Regions from separate parts of the Mus musculus genome. Here region 2 is linked to region 1. A link is a contact called in public Hi-C data. All regions are on one chromosome and are shown on one strand. The core of a region is the stretch at or near the end of the contact, and the rest is flanking DNA. Distances in the headings are between cores, read along the strand shown.

Region 1 (3,975 bases), core at 688-3,187:
TATACATCTATTTATTTGGGGGGGGGGGGGTGTCACACACACGTTGGAAGCTGGAGGACAATTTCCAGGAGTCAGTTCTTTCCTGCTGCTGTGTAGGTTCTAGAGCTACAACTTGGGTTACCACAGCTGGTGACAAATGCCTTTAGCCCGTGCAACCGCCATGGCTCACCATTCGTAATGATTGCTTTATTTAATGTCACCCCACTGACCCAGTGCCTTTCCTCAGAAGTGAGTCACTAAAGGCTGAGATGAGACTCTGGGAAGCCCATCCTATTAGGTAGGTAAACATTCCATACCCTTTCAAACTGCTGTATTTCATGATCTCTGAGCAATGGATCTCCTTGTCAAACTTTCTGCAAAGACTACATGGTGGCCTCAAAAGTCTGTCTTAGGGGTTTTCAAACCCTTGGAAACTGAGGATGCCCAAACCAGACAGGCATGCATCCTTGAATGCAGTCAGCGGCTAAGTTGATCTCCCCAGAAAGGTAAACAAAGTTGGGAATGATAGGAATCCAGGCACTGCTCTGAACTGAGACCCAGTATTATTAACTTGTCTTAAAGACAGCCTCCCAGCAGGCCAGTTCTTTAGACTGGGGCTTAGCTGTGTCTGGACAGTTGCATTTTTGAGATCATTGTTTTAGAGTCTTGCTTACTTTTATCGATAGCTGGGGCTGATTCTGCACATTCCAAACTTGTATGGAAATACCAGCCAGACTGCACGGGCCAATCTCAATCACCTTTCTCTGCCTTCTTGGAAACCTTGAGATAGGAAAACGAAAGAAAAATACAACCAAGAGAAGAGACTAATGCAGACAACGTGACGGTTCCGGTAACTGCTCTATCCAAACTCCTTACTAGCTTCTTAAAAGACTTGAAAGTACTTCATCCACAATGAAAAGACGCTTTTGAAAATGTTATGTGGTGAATACCTTTAATCCCAGCACTTGGGAGGCAGAGGCAGGTGGATCTCTGTGAGTTTGAGTGCAGCCTAGTCTACAGAGTGAGTTTCAGGACAGCTAGGGCTACACAGAGAATCCGTACCTCAAAACCCAAAGCCAAAAAAAAAAACAAAAAACAAATAAAAAAGTGTTGCATGGGACTAGAGAAATGGCTCAGCGCTTAAGAACACCGACTACTCTTCTGAAGGTCATGAGTTCAAATCCCAGCAACCACATGATGGCTCACAACCATCTGTAATGAGATCTGATGCCCTCTTCTGGGGTGTCTGAAGACAGCTACAGTGTACTTACATATAATAAGTAAATAAATCTTAAAAAAAAAAAAGTGCTGGGTAGTGGTGGTGCACGCCTTTAATCCCAGCACTCGGGAGGCAGAGGCAGACGGATTTCTGAGTTCGAGGCCAGCCTGGTCTACAGAGTGAGTTCCAGGGCAGCCAGGGATATACAGAGAAACCCTGTCTTGAAAAAGTGTTGCATGAATAGATGAAGCTATCCTGGAGTTGCTTTGTGCTGGTTGACATAAAATAATCGCGACAAGAACAGTGCAGTCCTTGACTTAAGTCCTACCCATGCCTTACTTACCTCTGCAACAAATCCTGACTGCTGAGACAGGGTATGTGTGAGGAGCCTGGAGAGCAGACCAAGGGATGCTTCTCACTATAGAGACTATTCCAGGCTGTACCTTACTCCACGGCTTACAAAAAAAATGTATAACGATGAGGGTGTGTCCGTGTGCCTTACTTATTACGTGCATGCGGAACTCAGAAGACAACTGTGGAACTTGCTTCTCTCCTTCCATCCCGTAGATCCCAGAGGCTCAAACTCAGGCTTGGCAGCAAGCACCATTGCCTGCTGAGCCTTCTTACCACATATCTCCCCTTTCTTTGGCCCAGGACTTCCGGGACCCTAACACCAATGGGCCCTCTCTCAGATAAAGCCAGATGAGATGGTATGAGGATTTGTGCAATGGAAAAGTTCTTTAGTTGCTCAAGGGCTATTTGTTGAAGATCAATTATTAACTAACCAAGGCTGGAAGCTTTAAGAGGGGAAATAAATAACATCTTTGTTTTTCTATTAGCTTGAGCTAATAGAGAAGGGGAGAGCAGGCGATAGGCAGATGCAGATTAACTCGCCAGCTTTAACAGTATTAAGCCGGGGAGTTGGGGGGGAGGCATGACTGTAGCCAAGTAATCTGCAGACTCGGACTGGTCACATTCCTGGTCCCAGGCTGTTCACAGGATAGACTGCAATTGAGTGGTGGTAGGTGGATAGCAAGGTACATTTCTTGCTGACTAACAAAAGAATCCAGAGGGAGCTATTCCTTATCCAAATTCCTATCTGGTTTTCAAACCATTCTCACCGCTCAGCATGCATTGTCTTTAGGTCATTATATAGCTCTACGGCTAGTGCGTGGTGACCCACAAAGACCTACAAGCTATGTCCCAGGTTGCTCTAAGGTCCTCTGTGCCAATAAAACCTCCCCCTCCACATACAACCTCTAGGTTAGATTTGAGCCCTGCTAATTGTGCAATTCTTAATTCCAAATGAATTTCAAGCTTGTCTAAATGTTGTAGCATGCAACAAAGAGAAGACTCAGATATAAAATTAGGACCAATACCCTTTGCTGAAATTGGGTCTCATTATGTTGCCCAGGCTGGCTTTGAACTCTCGCAAGTGTTGGGATTACAGGAGTGCACAACCATGGGACCAGTAATTAAAAGAGAGAAAAAGAAGCCGTTTGCGCATTGGTATACTGCTCTACTTTGAAGCCTGTTAAAGAAACTGTGTTTTCTGTTGTCCATAGTAAACGGTCTATCAAGCAAGGCATGGAAGCACATCATTTAATTCCAGTACTTGGGAGGCAGAGGCAGGCAGATCTCTGAATTTGAGGTTAGCGTGGTCTACAGAGCAAGTTCCAGGATAGCCAGGACTGCACAGAGAAACCTGCCTTGGGAGGAAAAAAATTATGTAGGATTACTGGCATGGATGTTGGGAGAGACCTGGGATGTCAGAACACATACTGGTACAAGCTGTTACTGGGACAGCTAGGGAAGCCAAACAGAGAGCATGGGTGTCCAGCAGCAGATCTGTGTGGATCTGCAAGGTAGTGGCTGACAACCAAAATAGTGAGATTTCAGAGGAGTGTGGAGAAAGTGGCAGAAGAACGGGGCTGAAGTGACATCGGGTGACACTTCCAGATGAGAAGCCAGAGATAGAAGTACAGCAAATGCAAATAAGGGGCCAGAGGAGAGAAAAGGGGGCCTGTCTTTTTTTTTTTTTTTTTTTTTTTTTGGTTTTTGGAGACAGGGTTTCTCTCATAGCCCCAGCTGCCCTGGAACTCACTCTGTAGACCAGGCTGGCCTCGAACTCAGAAATCCACCTGCCTCTGCCTCCCGAGTGCTGGGATTAAAGGCATTCACCACCACACCCAGCTCAAGGGTGTCCTTTCAACCAAAGCAATCAGGCAGTTTAGGGAAATGACAACACAGTCAGGCCTCACAAAACCCAAGAGGAACAAGAAAGCCTTTTGGAAGTTAATAAGATGCTGTCCAGCCACCACACCAGGCTCTCAGACACCAGCTTTTGATGAGAGCAAATAGGACCTAGAGATAGCTTGGACTTCTCTCCTGCTGCTGTTTGCCCGTCAACAATGTTTGTTGCACATATATTCTGTACGCTCTACTTTCCCAACTCAAAATAACTGCAAGGACTTCATTATAGACAAAGAAAGAAAACAAACAAACAAACAAATCTAGCACTGAAACCCAATAAGCAAAAAAGCAAACGTGGTAAATTCTCGTTGCAGATCCTGTCCGACCCAGCTGAGTGACCAACGATAATTTGTTTTACATTTGTCAAATGTATGTTCATAGAATCACACTCAGAGAGCAGGACTATGGCCAGTAGAGAAAAATATCTAACCTTCACTGATTTATCTTGTGTGTGTTTGTGCTGGGGTGTTGGTGTGTCTGTCTGTCTGTCTGTCTGTGTCTGTGTCTGTGTCTGTGCATGCATG
Region 2 (3,842 bases), core at 1,244-3,743, 94 kb before region 1:
TTCAGTGTTTTGCCACAATCCAGAGTGTTTTTCAAACTGCAATTTATGGTCCATTCATGAAGAAAGAATGGGCGGTCTTTGCTAGCACTTTGTTTTTAATGAGACAGAACTAGAACCGAGCAGAGAATACCAGCATGCCCCCTAACTTTTGTGGGGGTGCTTTCTTCTTTGTGAGAGCTCGCTTGGGTTTCTGTGCTGGTTTGGGTACCGAGTCATGATGTCAAACTTACTAGGAATCGGAGGTGAAAATGAGAATCTAGAAGCCACGGTCTGTGAAGACTCAAAAATGTAAAAACATAATTTGCCTGTGGAGCGCTGAGGATTTTATTGCTGATGATCAAGTAAGGAAAACCATTAACACCAGGCGTAAGAGTGGCTTTGTACACATGATGACGAAATGTTCAAGCGAGGATCATGGCAGATAGGAAGAGTCCAGGGGACATCTCCGGTAAAGGCACATTCTTTTCCTTGTTCTCATCTCTAATAGACGAGGACCAAAAGTCAAAAAATACGTCCTGTTTTCCCACGGGTTCCACTTGCTGAGTCTCCTGCATGAATCTAGATTCTACGATAAAGTGTTCTAATGGGCTGAGGAGGGCCGAGTTGAAACAGTCAGGAAGTGGCCCCACCCTGCTGGTTTTTCCAATTGTGAGTCCAGGTCTCTGTGACTTAGGAAGTGATCCAGAGTGCTGTTGGGGTTTAGCCTGCTGAGGCTCTGACTGTGACTTCTAAGCAGCATTCTCTAGGCCGTCCTTTCTCCTTTTGTTAATACAAGAAATGTTATCTTAGAGAAGTAGGAAAATGTCCAAGAGAAAGAGAGAGACAAAATAAAAGCTTATTATTATTATTATATTATTGCTGGAAATTGAGCCTAGGGCCTTATGCATGCTAGACATTTGCCCTACCACTGAGCTGTGTCCACAGCACATAGATTTAAAACATCCTGTGTGAAATCCAATGTGACCAAAAAGAGGAGGAAGAGGAGGAGGAGAAGTAGCAGGAGGAGGAGGAGGAGCAAGAGGAGCAGGAGAAGGAGGAGGAGGAGGAGGAGGAGGAGGAGGAGGAGGAGGAGGAGGCAGGACAATGAATAAAACCATGTGCAGCTTTTGCAGAGGACCAGAGTTGGGCTCCCAGCACCAGCACAGGGCAGCCTGTAACTCTCGTCCCATGGGCTCTGTCACCACCTTCTGGACTCCGTGGGCACCTGCATACATGTGGTACACTCAGACACTCAAACACAACAAACAAATCCTTTTTTAAAGACTATTTATCTTATACATGTGAGTATATTGTCTCTTCAGACACACAGAAGAGGGCATCAGATCCCATTACAGATGGTTGTGAGCCACCATGTGGTTGCTGGGAATTGAACTCAGGGCCTCTAGGAGAGCAGCCAGTGCACTTAACCGCTGAGCCATCTCTCCAGCCCACAAATAAATCTTTTTAAATAATATGATGGATACTAAAGGTCAGAAACATCTGGAGGAAGGGCTTCGGGGCAAAGGCATGGCTCAGCAATTAGGAATGCTTACTGCTCTTGCAGAGGATGGGGGATTATTTCCCAACACTCCATCAGACAGCTCACAACCACCCGGAGCTCCAGTTCTGAGGAATCTGCTCACACTGCAAGGTGAAGCTGGAGGGCCTGTGGTGTGTTGTTGTTGTTGTTGTTGTTTTGTTTTTTGTTTTGTTTGGTTTGGTTGGTTGTTTAAGAAGACCAAAGGTTGCCTGTGGCCAGCCTCCCTTAGGAAACATCATGAATCCCTGTTAAACCCTGTTAACCCCTGTTGCCTGGTGAGATTCACCCCGAGACTCCTGGAGTGGATGCACACAGCTCCCCCACATCCCTTAACTGCCGTGTGTCCTCAGAATCCTTTCCTGGACGTCTATGCTTCATCCGTTTTCCATTTCACTTGACAAATGCCCTCCAGAGGCAGCTCAAAAATTAACTTTTAAATTGACAAATGTGAGTTGTTTTCATTAAAATCCCCCAGGATAACGGAGAAGCTATGGAGTCTGGAATATAGGGATGTCTGTCCATCTGCTAAAAGAAAAGCCTAGCTCCTGCCACGGGCTGGCCAGTGGCATCTGCTCAGTTGTCCCTGCGTGTCCAGTTTACTCTCTCCTGTCTAGGTTTGAAAATATCGCTTTAGTAAAAGTCATACATGGTCTGGCGTGTCTTTAGTCTCAGCACTGGGATCAGAGGCTGGCGGATCTATGTGAGTTCAAGGCCACCCTATTGTAAAGAAAGAATTTCAGGCCTTCCAGGACTGTGTCTGAAAGTCAGCCATCAAGTTACTTTGAGACCTTTCTGCGGTGTCCCTTCTTATCTCCTTCCCATTCCAGGCAGATGATTCTGTGGCCCATGTCTGTGACCCCATTCCCTGTGACCCTGTCATGTGGCCTTTGTCCCGGCTGTTGCCTGTGCTCCGGGAAGTCCTCTCCAGACTCACACAGTGCACAAACCTCAGGTTTGAGCTGACAGCCTTGGATTTCACTGAGTGCATTAGAGATCCTGTGTGGCTTTAACATGGGGGTGATTGTGTTTACACAGTGTGTTGTCCGCTTGAACGACTGAAGCAAAGAGAGAGGGCAGGGAGATCAGACACGGGGGCAACTGATGTCGGCTGGAGAGGCTGGAGATAAGAAGTGCTTAGGTTCTGGCTTTATACTGAGAGGAATACTGACAGAACTTGTCAGTGGGAGGGAGAGGCAAGAATGATTTCTAGTGTTTGAGACTGGGCCATTGAGAAAATAATGCAAATATGAAATCTCCCTAAATGATACTGCCAAGTTAGGCAATCCTACTAGAATTAGTTGATTGACTGACTGATTAAACTTGTGATTCTTCCCTCCCATCTGATAAGATTAGAAGCATATACTACCACCAACGGCAAATAATTTTTTTAAAACCCCACTTATTTTATTTTTGGTGTATGAATGTTTTGCCTATACACATATTTATATATCACGCGTGTGCTTGGTGTCATCGGTGGCCATACGTAAGAGGGTGTCAGACCTCCCGGCACTGGAGTTACCGATGGTTGTAGGTCACCATGTGGGTTCTCCGAATCAAACCTGTGTCCACAGGAAGATCACCCAGGACTCTTAGGCCTTAGCAGTAAACCTGCAAATAGATTTTTAAAGAAAGAGAAGCCAATGTCTTTTTTATTTTGGTTTTGTTGTGGTGGTTTTTAGTTTTGTTGTTGTTGAGACAGGGTTTCACTCTGTAGCCCTGGCTGTCCTGGAACTCACTATGTAAACCAGGCTGGCCTCGAACTCACAGAGACCCACCTCCCTCTGCCTCCTGAGTTCTGGGATTGAAGGCATGTGCCGCTACTAACAAATTTCTTAAGGCAAACCAAACATCCGGGCAAACTAGGAAAAGTCCTTTCTGAAGCAAGTCAACAACTGCTTAGAAAACAAGACTCCAAGTGGCACAAAAATAAGATTATTTACAAGGGTCCAGAGAGATGGCTCAGTGGTTAAGAACACCAACTGTTCCTCCAGAGGTTCTGAGTTCAATTCCCAGCAATCACATTCTGGTTCACAACCATCTGTAAGGGGATCTGATGCCCTCTTCTGGTGTGTCTGAAGACAGCTACAGTGTACTACGATACATTAAATAAATAAATAAATAAATAAATAAATAAATAAATAAATCTTTTTAAAAAAATACTATTTACAAATGATTAATGAGCAAAGTAAAGATCGAAAGCCGGGTATAGGGGGCTGTAGCCTGCCTGTATTCCTAACCATCACATATAAGGCATCATTATATACAGAGCTGTCATCGGGCCCATCCCTTGGGACTTGGAGTCATAGAGACTGGTTCTACCACA

The links. Hi-C and Micro-C count contacts between places; a contact is called where the count stands out from the background.
Region 2: a contact with region 1 is called in a Hi-C map of liver, with 3 times the contacts expected there. The contact joins two enhancer-like sites. A contact is called at or near these places in 13 of 484 Hi-C or Micro-C datasets (CD4 single positive thymocytes, CD8 T cells, the HPC-5 cell line and 9 more), 4 of 115 datasets of contacts at active chromatin or transcription factors (differentiating embryonic stem cells, embryonic stem cells, extraembryonic endoderm stem cells and 1 more) and 3 of 9 other capture datasets (adipose tissue, liver and pancreatic islet).

The regions. Positions count from the first base shown.
Region 1 is chr8:47,650,459-47,654,433 of GRCm38.p6, forward strand. No RefSeq gene overlaps it. Among named protein-coding and RNA genes, the nearest start is that of Ing2, 23 kb to the right of the region's middle. Within about 2 kb of position 1,938, at least 24 of the 459 cell types and tissues checked have an H3K27ac peak or open chromatin away from gene starts, as enhancers often do. A contact at or near this core is called in liver and pancreatic islet, where this site is marked.
Region 2 is chr8:47,556,033-47,559,874 of GRCm38.p6, forward strand. No RefSeq gene overlaps it. Among named protein-coding and RNA genes, the nearest start is that of Rwdd4a, 24 kb to the left of the region's middle. Within about 2 kb of position 2,494, at least 11 of the 459 cell types and tissues checked have an H3K27ac peak or open chromatin away from gene starts, as enhancers often do. A contact at or near this core is called in liver and pancreatic islet, where this site is marked.